2 separate regions of the Triticum aestivum genome follow, and region 2 is linked to region 1. The links are chromatin contacts, called in public Hi-C maps. All regions are on one chromosome and are shown on one strand. The core of a region is the stretch at or near the end of the contact, and the rest is flanking DNA. Distances in the headings are between cores, read along the strand shown. Region 1 has its middle 110 kb from the start of LOC123051562. Region 2 has its middle 6.9 kb from the start of LOC123051562.

What was found. Hi-C and Micro-C count contacts between places; a contact is called where the count stands out from the background.
Region 2: a Hi-C map of leaf shows a contact between it and region 1, with 4 times the contacts expected there. The contact joins two enhancer-like sites. A contact is called at or near these places in 3 of 5 Hi-C or Micro-C datasets (leaf and root) and 1 of 1 datasets of contacts at active chromatin or transcription factors (leaf).

The regions. Positions count from the first base shown.
Region 1 is chr2D:61,397,674-61,403,219 of IWGSC CS RefSeq v2.1, forward strand. No RefSeq gene overlaps it. Among protein-coding and RNA genes, the nearest start is that of LOC123051562, 110 kb to the right of the region's middle. Within about 2 kb of position 1,413, at least 3 of the 8 cell types and tissues checked have an H3K27ac peak or open chromatin away from gene starts, as enhancers often do. A contact at or near this core is called in leaf, where this site is marked.
Region 2 is chr2D:61,497,645-61,503,151 of IWGSC CS RefSeq v2.1, forward strand. No RefSeq gene overlaps it. Among protein-coding and RNA genes, the nearest start is that of LOC123051562, 6.9 kb to the right of the region's middle. Within about 2 kb of position 2,702, at least 2 of the 8 cell types and tissues checked have an H3K27ac peak or open chromatin away from gene starts, as enhancers often do. A contact at or near this core is called in leaf, where this site is marked.

The sequences.
Region 1 (5,546 bases), core at 163-2,662:
CTCTAAGTAAAGTGAATCTTTAGGGGTGCGGCAAGTTGCATGTTTGATTTTTCTTGTCAGTCTCGATCGAGCTCGAGTCCAGGACATCTTTCCACTAAACTGGACTGCTTTATTTTTACTGATAGTGTGCTGGGCACGTTTGTTTTTTTAGGGTTTGATCTTTTCCACAAACATGTATCGGTTTCTTAATTGATAACATCCTCCAAAACTAAGCGCTTCCATGTAAGGGCTCCCACTAGCACTTTGGTGCATTTTTCTTTTAGGTTTTCAAATCCTGTAGAATTTATTCATACTAATGAGTAACTTTTTTAACTTTATATTATATATATATATATATATGTGTGTGTGTGTGTGTATATATATATATATATTATTTTTGTGTTTTGAGTAATGGACTTTCTAATAGGTAATTTTGGTAGAGTGCCTATTATTTACTTTTGGATAATGTAATACTCCCTCCGTCACAAAATAAGTGTCTCAACGTCAGTACAAAGTTGAGACACTTATTTTGGGACGGAGGGAGTATTATGTTGATGTTTTAATACTTTTGTTGCTAAATATTTTTTAATAATGATCGTGTGCATCCTTTGATGCAAAGGCCGGAGTTATCCCCTTTTCGAGAGAGAGAAATATGACTTTATCAGACGTCTGGGGGATTTTTGTTCCATGTGATGTGTTAGGCTGTGAACGTAAAAAAAAATATTGATGATGAATTTAAAATTACCTAAGTGTCAAATAGACACTCCAAACAATGCAGCGATGGTGTCGTTTCGATGGCTCATTCTATCGATAGTAGTGGTCGTTCAGTGGTATCATATTCTCGGTGTAATTTGTATTATGTTTGAGACATTTTGTATCTGGTGAACTTTTATAATAGATCTGGACCCTATTTGGAAAAATAAAAAATCAAAGCAAGCGCCTGAGCAATAGCGGAAGCACACTTTGAATCACGGGAAAAAGGAAAAACACCGTCAGTCCAAGAGAGGGAAACAAGTATCTTCGTGCATTTCATATTTATTCAGATCCAGATGCTTGTATATATGCTGCTATGCACCGGGTCAACCCGACCCAGAGACATAATTTACGAGGGCAACATGCAGGTGCATGCATGCACACGATTGATCTAACCAACGGGAACCAAAAAGTGCATAATTTACGAGGGGAACATGTTGTGCCGTGTCATGTATAGCAGCACACATGCGAGAGCGGCTTGCACCCACCCAGTTAAACTGTGTTCGTCCACCGCGAGCCCCATGCACGGCTACCGCGTCCTTGGAGCTACTCGGGCTGGAAGACAGCGACAGTGTCGAAAAGAAAATGCTTGAAGACAACGACTTCATCGGCCCTGCAGGGGACAAATTGAGCGTGGGCGCGACTGCGGCAGCAACGGCACTTTCCAGGGCGTCACCGGGGAAAGCACCGGGGACGACGGAGGAAGCAACACAGGGCCTTCGCCCTTCGGCGGCGAGCTCTCGAGGGAGACGTGCGTGCCATGTGCGCCAAGAATGGCAGAGAGACTTTAACCAACAACGAGAGCTCCAAATTTTGGAATCTCACTCCAATTATACACGCATGTCCTTTTCATTGGCTTGAGCGATCAAAACTATTGTGTGTAGGTAGCGGCTAGCGTGGGTTTCCCGTCAGTGGACGCGGCCCATTCACCCCGGGCAGAGAGAATCCAGCTGTGGCTGATGTCGCGGTGAAAAATGAAAATAGCTTGCGGTGACCACGACGTAAGATGGTCCTTCTCTAGCTTCATTTTCCAAGGAGGGCACGACAACGCGGGCGTCACTCTCTCCTTGGTCTTAGTATATTTTTCATGGTGTAGAATCTCCCGCGAAGAATGGATCACATTCGCGGTATATCTTTGTTAGGAATCTAAGCTCTCTCAACTCACGATCACAGAGGAAACAGAGGTTTTGCGTCGCGTGCAAACTTGCGACTTTTCCCGTTTTTTTTACTGCTATTTATTCGTTACAAAAGAGAAGATGCAGGTGACGATCCTATCTATATGTGCCACGATCCGCCAGACTCGGGCCATCCCACAAGAGCTGATCGTGTGTCCTAAGCCACCTGCGAGACGACCGGGCTACGACGTGAAAGCGTCGATCTAACCCATGCAACGCTACTTGCCCGGCACGCATAAGTCACGGCTCGTGCAAACGTGTTTATTTGACAGAAAAACAAACTACCTAAGCCCAACGACCAGATTAGCTGACAAATCACCCCCCTAATCTTGGCGTTGGCGAATTATTTCAACCATGCCGATTCTCCTCCTCTGCTCTTGGAAGATGAGACGCCCAAGTGCTTTCAGTAGTGTGTCAACAAGCTGATCACTGGTCCTGACGTAGTCGATGAAGACACGCCCCTGTTCCACGCACTCGCGAATGAAGTGATACCTGATTTTAATGTGCTTGCTGCGGTCGTGGAAGACAGGATTCTTTGCCAGGGAGATCGCCGACTTGTTGTCGAGAGGAGCTTCGGCCGCGCAACTTTCTTCTTCAGCATCTCGCCAAGTAGCCGCGCCTGCCAGATGCCCTGGCATGCAGCGGTGGTGGCGGCCATGTACTCGGCCTCACATGAAGAGGTCGCCACCACCCTTTGTTTCTGGGACCGCCAGCTCACCGGGCTCTTGCCGAGGAAGAAGATCACGCCCGTCGCGCTCTTCCTATCGTCCGTGTCCCTGTCGTGATCCGAATCACTATAGCCGGTTAGCTACAGTATTCCCTCGCCGCGCTCGTATGCACAGCCGTGATACAGTGTCCCCGCCACATACCGCAGGAGGTGCTTCACTGCAGCGTAGTGGTCGGAGGCGGGCTTCTCCATGAACCTGCTCAAGTACCCGACTGCAAATGAGATGTCAGGCCTTGTGTGAACCAGATACCGCAGTCCTCCGATGATGCTGCGATACTTTGTCTTGTCCACCGGGGCGGCGGAGCTTTCCTTGCTCAGTTTGAGCCGAGCCTCCATCGGGGTGTTGCTGGGGTTGCAGTCCTCCATGCACGCGCGCTCCAGTAGCCACTTGGCGTAGGCCGCCTGCCCGAGCATGATCCGATCGCGCTCCTGGCTCACCTCAATCCCGAGGTAGTAGCTGAGCTTGCCCAGATCGCTCATGCGGACAACTTGCTCATATGCTGCTTGAAAGTGTCAATCTCCATCGTGGCCGCTCCGGTGATGATGAGGTCGTCCACGTAGACCCCAACGATCAGAAGGGAGCTGCCGCACCACGCTGATACACAGCATGATCCGGGGGGCAGCGTTCGAAGTTCAGTTCGCAGAGGCTCTCGTCGAGCTACGCGTTCCAAGCCCTCGGCGCTTGACGAAGCCCGTATAGCGCCTTGTGGAGGTGCAGCACCTTGCCCTCCTGGCCGGCCACGGCGTACCCTGGCGGCTGCTGTACGTAGACCTCTTCGAGTAGGTCACCATTCAGAAACGCGGACTTGACGTCCATATGATGAACTTGCCACCCGTGGTGCGTGGCGAGCGCCACGAGTACGCGCACTGAGTCCATGAGTGCGACTGGCGCGAAGACCTCTTGAAAGTCGAAGCCCTCCCGCTGGACGTACCCTTTTGCCACCAGGCGCGCCTTGTGCTTCACAACGGCGCCCCAGGGGTCCTTCTTGAGCTTGTAGACCCACTTGAGTCCGATCGGGCAGTGACCAGCCGGGAGCTCGCTCAGCTCCCAGGTCCTGTTGTCCGTGATGCTCTGCATCTCTTCGTCCATACCTGCGCGCCATCCCTGCTACCTCTCAGCTTCAATGAACGAGGCCGGCTCCTCGCCCACGAGCAGGTACAGGTCGCTATCGTTGTAGATCGCCTCCACCTCCTCTGTCGTGTCCCACACATTCTCGAGCGTGCAGTAGCGATGTGTCGCCTCTGCGCCGGCAGGCGCCTCGGGCGCACTAGTGGGCGGTTGATACGTCTCCAACGTATCAATAATTTTTTATTGTTCCATGCTATTATATATTCTGTTTTGGATGTTTAATGGGCTTTATTATACACTTCTATATTATTTTTGGGACAAACCTACTAACCCAAGGCCCAGTGCAAATTGCTATTTTTTTGCCTATTTCAGTGTTTCGCAGAAAAGGAATATCAAACGGAATGAAACCTTCGGGAGAGTGATTTTTGGAACAAACGTGATCCAGAGGACTTGGAGTGGACGTCAAGAAAGAAGCGAGGAGGCCACAAGGCAGGGAGGTGCGCCTGCCCCCCTGGGCGCGCCTCCACCCTCGTGGGCCCCTTGCAGCTCCACCGACCTACTTCTTCCTCCTATATATACTCATATACCCCGAAAACATCCAGGAGCACCACGAAACCATATTTCCACCGCTGCAACCTTCTGTACCCGTGAGGTCCCATCTTAGGGCCTTTTCCGGCGCTCCGCCGGAGGGGGAATCGATCACGGAGGGCTTCTACATCAACACCATAGCCTCTCCGATGATGTGTGAGTAGTTTACCTCAGACCTTTGGGTCCATAGTTATTAGCTAGATGGCTTCTTCTCTCTCGTTGGATCTCAATACAAAGTTCTCCTCGATCTTCTTGGAGATCTATTCGATGTAACTCTTTTTGCGGTGAGTTTGTCGAGATCCAATGAATTGTGGGGTTATGATCAAGAGTATCTATGAACAATATTTTAATCTCCTCTAAATTCTTTTATGTATGATTGGTTATCTTTGCAAGTCTCTTCGAATTATCAGTTTGGTTTGGCCTACTAGATTGCTCTTTCTTGCAATGGGAGAAGTGCTTAGCTTTAGGTTCAATCATGCGGTGCTCGATCCCAGTGACAGAAGGGGAAACGACACGTATTGTATTATTGCCATCGAGGATAAAAAGATGGGGTTTATATCATATTGCTTGAGTTTATCCCTCTACATCATGTCATATTGCCTAATGTGTTACTCTATTCTTATGAACTTAATACTCTAGATGCATGCTGGATAGCGGTCGATGTGTGGAGTAATAGTAGTAGATGCAGAATCGTTTCGGTCTACTTGTCGCGGACGTGATGCCTATATACATGATCATGCCTAGATATTCTCATAACTATGCACTTTTCTATCAATTGCTCGACAGTAATTTGTTCACCCATCGTAATACTTATGCTATCTTGAGAGAAGCCACTAGTCAAACCTATGGCCCCCGGGTCTATTTTCCATCATATTAATCTCCCGTCAACTATCTATTTCTGTCGTCGTTTATTTTGCAATCTTTACTTTCAATATTTATCATAAACATACCAAAAACATTATCTTATCATCTCTATCAGATCTCACTTTTGCAAGTGGCCGTGAAGGGATTGACAACCCCTTTATCGCGTTGGTTGGAAGGTTCTTATTTGTTTGTGTAGGTACGTGGGACTTGCGTGTGGCCTCCTAGTGGATTGATACCTTGGTTCTCAAAAACTGAGGGAAATACTTACGCTACTTTGCTGCATCACCCTTTCCTCTTCAAGGGAAAACCAACGCATGCTCAAGAGGTAGCAAGAAGGATTTCTGGCGCCGTTGCCGGGGAGTCTACACACAAGTCAAGACATACCAAGTAC
Region 2 (5,507 bases), core at 1,452-3,951, 100 kb after region 1:
CGGTATATCTTGCACGTACGTCGTGTCCATCCATTCGCAAGCAATCTGTTTTTGAAAGAAAATAAATAGCGCCTGGAAATTGGTTACGGTATGTGCAAAAATTCACCTTGGTCTTCCATAAAAAGACACCTTGTGCGTCTAGCATTTTTCGTAGGGCACCACTACTCCTAGTGCCAAAAACATTTTCTTATTTGTTGGTTATTCAAAAAAATCACTAAAATATTCACACCTATAGTGATCTATATGTAGGTTGAGCTGATACTTATTTTATAAAATAATTCTAATGAATGCGGCCATTGCTAAAATAAGGTCTGGTCATGTATGTATATATTTGAATTAGTTTTTTCTAACCTGTTGCTTCTATTTTTGTACTCAGTATTATTTTTGAATAGACTTTTGCGATGGTAAAGAACACCTCAATCATTTCACACACAAAAAAAAACAAATCTATAAGCATGCTTTTTTTGTATTACTAGGAATATTTACAGCCAAAGGCTTGTTTGACTATTCGCAAAAAAAAGGCTTGTTTGACTATATACTCCCTCCTTTCCCATTTATAAGGCTCAGTTCAAAAATCTCACCAACCAAGGTAGATGGTGAGTGGTGGAATACTTTTTGTAGTTTGCAAAAGCACCCAATTAATGCTCTTGTTTTCCTAAAAAAATATGTTTGTCAATGCATTAATTGCAATGCATGCATGCATAAATTACATGCATTGGTCAATTTTCTCTTAATACTTGCATGCAATGATTTAATGCACCTTGAAATCTGAACATGTGATGAGAAACAACTAAATTGAGCCTTATAAAATAGAAAAACTAAAATTTTGAGATAAGACCTATAAACCAGAAAGGAGGGAGTATGTAGTTGCATGCAAAATATGCAATCTCGTATCATTAATTCCAGCTCTCGTGGATTAGTGCATGCAAGCCATGTAGCATGCCACGCCAAACCTCGCGGGGTCGACGTTCTCAATCATGCATCGCACGCACGCGCGCACATGATACGTGCAATTATTTTTCCCTATTATTACGAGGAGACAGGAGGTACGTATCGTGTACAATGATACACCGAATGAACAGTGAACGTTCGTTCAACAAGCGGCAGGCCATACATCCAGACGTCTCACACCTATGCATCTCCATCGCAGTCTAATGATCGGCATCAACAGCTACGTACAGTACCATTATGGACATTAGGCGTGACGGCTTTCGCAACCGGCCGGGTCGATCAACACGACGGATTAGGCATCATGAATTCATGACCAGTGAGTGATACCCTTGGCGCTTTACTCTTCTAGGCTTGAGGAAGCCACCAGCCGACGACAGGTGTGATCTAGGTTACCATGTCAGGAACATGGTCACGTTGCATCCACGGGAGTGTGTTGGTTCCGTTGGTTCACCAAAAGCAACCTCCTCTTCTAGCTAGTCTGGGCCTGCGCTCATGATTCGACATTTTCCTAAGCTTCATAATTCATGGTAATATTGAATTGGTAAACTTGTACTCCTTGTTTGTGAAGATATTATGAAGTAGAATATTCAAATGATACTACTTTGTAAAGTTGTTTGACAGCCATTCGCCACTAGCTAAGCTAAATAAGTCTACTTTTGATGCGGGAGTTTCATCAATTGTTTGGGCAAAAGCGTACATGTGCTCCTCAGCTCATGGTCTTGTGGGTGACATGCAGGTAGGGGCGATATTGCTACACTCCCAAGTGAACCACCGATGGCGATGACAATAATAATAATCCAAGTAAAGTGCGCCTTAGTAGTGTGGCAACTTGCACGTTTGATTTTCTTGTTGGTCCCGATCGAGCACGAGTTCCGTCCGGGACGTCTTTTCACTCAGTTGGAGGGCTTTTTACAGCTAGTGGCCTCAACACCTGGCTTGATCTCTCTGGCCCACAAACATTTACTGATAAAATGTTCGTCCACTCAAAAAAAAACTGATATAAATGTTCGTAGCTTCTCTATAAAAGAGAAAAAAATCTTGACAAGAAATCGGATGTGCCCAAAGTTGGTACAAAATTTGAGGTTAGTATAAAAGTTGAGATACTTATTTTGCAATGAAGTGAGTACAACAGAAGGTCACTTTTTTCATTGAGAAAGAGTAGATCACTTGTAATCAGGGGAGAAAGAGAACACACCGTCCATCCACGAGAAAGAAACAAGCGTCGCCGTGACCCCGTCCATATGAACCGTTTATTCGGATCCAGATGCCTTCGCTGACCTATGCATCCGGTGAACCCGACCCAGATACATAATTTACGAGAGCAACATGCGTGCATGCACATGATCGAACGACCAAGATCCAACCAACGGGAATCAAATGTCACGGAGACCCAGATGCTTCCGTTGACCCCGTCCGTCCACCATTTTCTGCGTAGCAGATCTATGTTAGCAAAGGATTAAGCAATCAATAATTCCGCGCATATACACATGTTCTGCGTAGCAGCACGCATGTTACGGCGGCCGGCTCGCACCCACCCACCCGGTTAAACCCCGTCCGTCCATCCACCATGAGCAAGCAGCCGCGAGCCCCACGCACGCCCACCGGCGCCTTGGAACCAGTCCGGCCGGAGACAGCGACACTGTCGAAAAAGAAAAAGTTCGAAGACCGCGACTGCTGCACCGATCATTGGGGGGACAAATCGAGTGTGGGCCACCGCGGCACTGGGAAAGCGCCCCGGACGACGGAGGAGCAAGCACGACGCGGCCTTCGCCGGTCCTTCGGCGGCGAGCGCGCGCTCGAGGGAGACGTGCGTGCCGTGTGCCGGCAATGGCAGAGAATTAACCATGGGCAAGCGCTGGAGGGAGACAACCAACCATGTTCATTGCCAGTCTACAGCCATTGGAATCTAGCTCCAATAATGCACGCATATCCTTGGATGATTGACCGGTTGATTCCTCCGTGGCTTAACGAACACTGCAGACTTGGTCTTTGCGTGGGCGTCGACACTTGGCGCGTCCCGTTCGGCTGAGACAGGAATCCAGCCGTACGTTGCTGATCGATGGAACCTAGCTAACCCGACGACGACATGGCCAAAGGTGGCCATTTACGTGTCGATCTTCACTGGATCATCCATATATCTTTCGTGGTTCACATCGTCCCGTAAAGGAAAGAATCAGATGTGCGGCCACGCATATGGACTGTCGCGTACGAACGTAGTTCAACCGTATTGATGTGTTCGTGGAGTGTGTGTATTTCTAGCTAGTCCAGTAGAGGTCAAGCTCCAAGTGTTATGAGGTATGACACGTGTTTGTGTTTCTCACCGGGGTGGGCTATTCTTCTTGGTAAATGTGCCGTACCCGACGATTCCAGGGGCGGAGCCAGGATTTGAGCAGGGGGGGGGGCCAAAAATCCAATGACCGGAGGACCAAGAAGCAATGATCTGATAAGCGACATAATGTAGAAATATGATAAATCTTAGTATGAATATATAATGTAATAAGAATATATAATGTAACATCTGTCTTGTGATCCAACGAAAATATCATGAAGACTATAGTTCTACGGCCATGACAAGGAAATAATCTGCAGCCATAACAAGTCAATTAATTTATATATACCCTAAAAAGCCTGCCACACTGAAGCTAGATGGGGCGTCCCAGGATTGAACAGCCTGAATTAATCTGATTTTCTTTTTCTCTTCATAATTAACTGTCAAGCTACAAATCTCAGAACTTGCATCTGATGTATAAATTTGACACCAAAGGGATGAGAACTGAGAGGGATTATTCTACATGTAATTGAGATAGATTACTCCCCGCAAGAAAGAAAGAAAAACAGAGACAGGTTACTGGATAGTGTTCACCTTTTAGTTGAAGTGTGGAAAATTGGTGAGTGCAGCGCGCCCCGTTGCAGCACTTGGGTCGCCGTCAAATCTGATCGCGAGCAGTTTGGGGGAGGGCTGGAGGCAGTAGGAGAGCAGCGGCGCAACCTAATTGCCCTCATGTGCTAATCACAAAACAGATCACAGATGCAACGCTTGACGCCAGGACCTAGGAGACTAGGAGCGGAGGTGGTCGATCTGTCGATTGGGCTTTCTCATTGGCTTTTCCTTTTTTCTCTCATGGGCTTTCATTGTCTCCCAGAATTTACGCTTAGGGGGGGTGGGGGGCGAGTATGGAAAATCACATATATTATCGCTAGTTAGACCTACCTGCTTTAACGTTTCAACGATCGATAGGGGGGGCCAGGCCCCTGCTCGCCCCCCCTGGCTCCGCCACTGGACGATTCGACAGTGAACCGCACCCCGCCCATGGTGTTTCGAGTAATCACGACACCGTCGTCTAAAAGATAGCAAGTCACCGTGCAAGCCAAGTTCTGCGCACACAAGCAAGCATCCACCAAGCTTGCACACATCACCAGGCCCAGCTCGCATGCATGCCACGTAGCAATGCCACGCGACCCTTCATGCATGGGGCCGGTGCTTTGTACAATAATGCATGGCACTCATGCAGGCACAATTAATTCCTCTATGATTACGGTGCCACCACCACCACGTACGTACGTCTTGATTAGTACAATGATACAGGAGTTGCGCACTCTGTTTCGCAAGAGACACCAAGCCCGGGACGTCTCAGCTCGCGCGCATCTGCATCTTATCTTCCTTCATCGCGTCGTCCGTAGCCTCTAATAATAGATGATCAACAGCTCTAAGTCGTGAGGGCTTTGGCAACCAAACCCGGACGAACAGAGCGTCCGAGAAATGAATCGATGGAGCCCCATGACTAGACCATGCCATCGGTGATTGTCAAGCTACTTTGGGTGCTACGTCAACACCCCCTCGCGTGCTAGTGCCGCTACACGTACCGACAGGCCACCTCGAGCCCTGCACTGTGGCTGGCACGTAAAGTTCTTCCCGAGGCAGAGAATATGCTCATCACTCCCGCGAAATCCAATGCTTTCAAGGCATGATAGCCCAACTAAATATTTGTGCATTACCTCCATTGGGAAATAAGTGAACCTAAACTAAAACAATGTCACTTATTTCCGAATGGAGGGAGTACAAGCTAAAATATAGTGGGCAGATTGCCACAACACAAAATGTACATATTCGAACAAAAATCATCTCGGTAGGCGATGACAAATCGGAAAAGTAAACCTAGCTATTCTCATGGGAAAAAAGGACGTCGGGGCATGGAGTTTTTGCAATCGGGTAAATACGTATGTGCCGGGTGAACCTCAAAATTGTAAGAAGAAACAAAAACAGAAAATCGTTTTTCTTAGACTTGCATCTTTTATTGAAATATGTATAATGATGAGTTGCACTCGGTGTTTCGCAAGAGACACCGAGCCCGTGACGTCTCAACGCATCTGCATCTTTTCTTCCTTCCTTGAAGATGCCTCGCATCTGCGTCTCCATCTATCGTCCGTGCCCTCCAATAATGGATGATCAACAGCTAGCTAGCTCGTCCTTAGTAGTCGTCAGTCGTCACGGCTTTGGCAACCGATCTGGAGGAGCGAGGTGTGCAAGAAATGAACCGTACGAGAGCCCCACGATT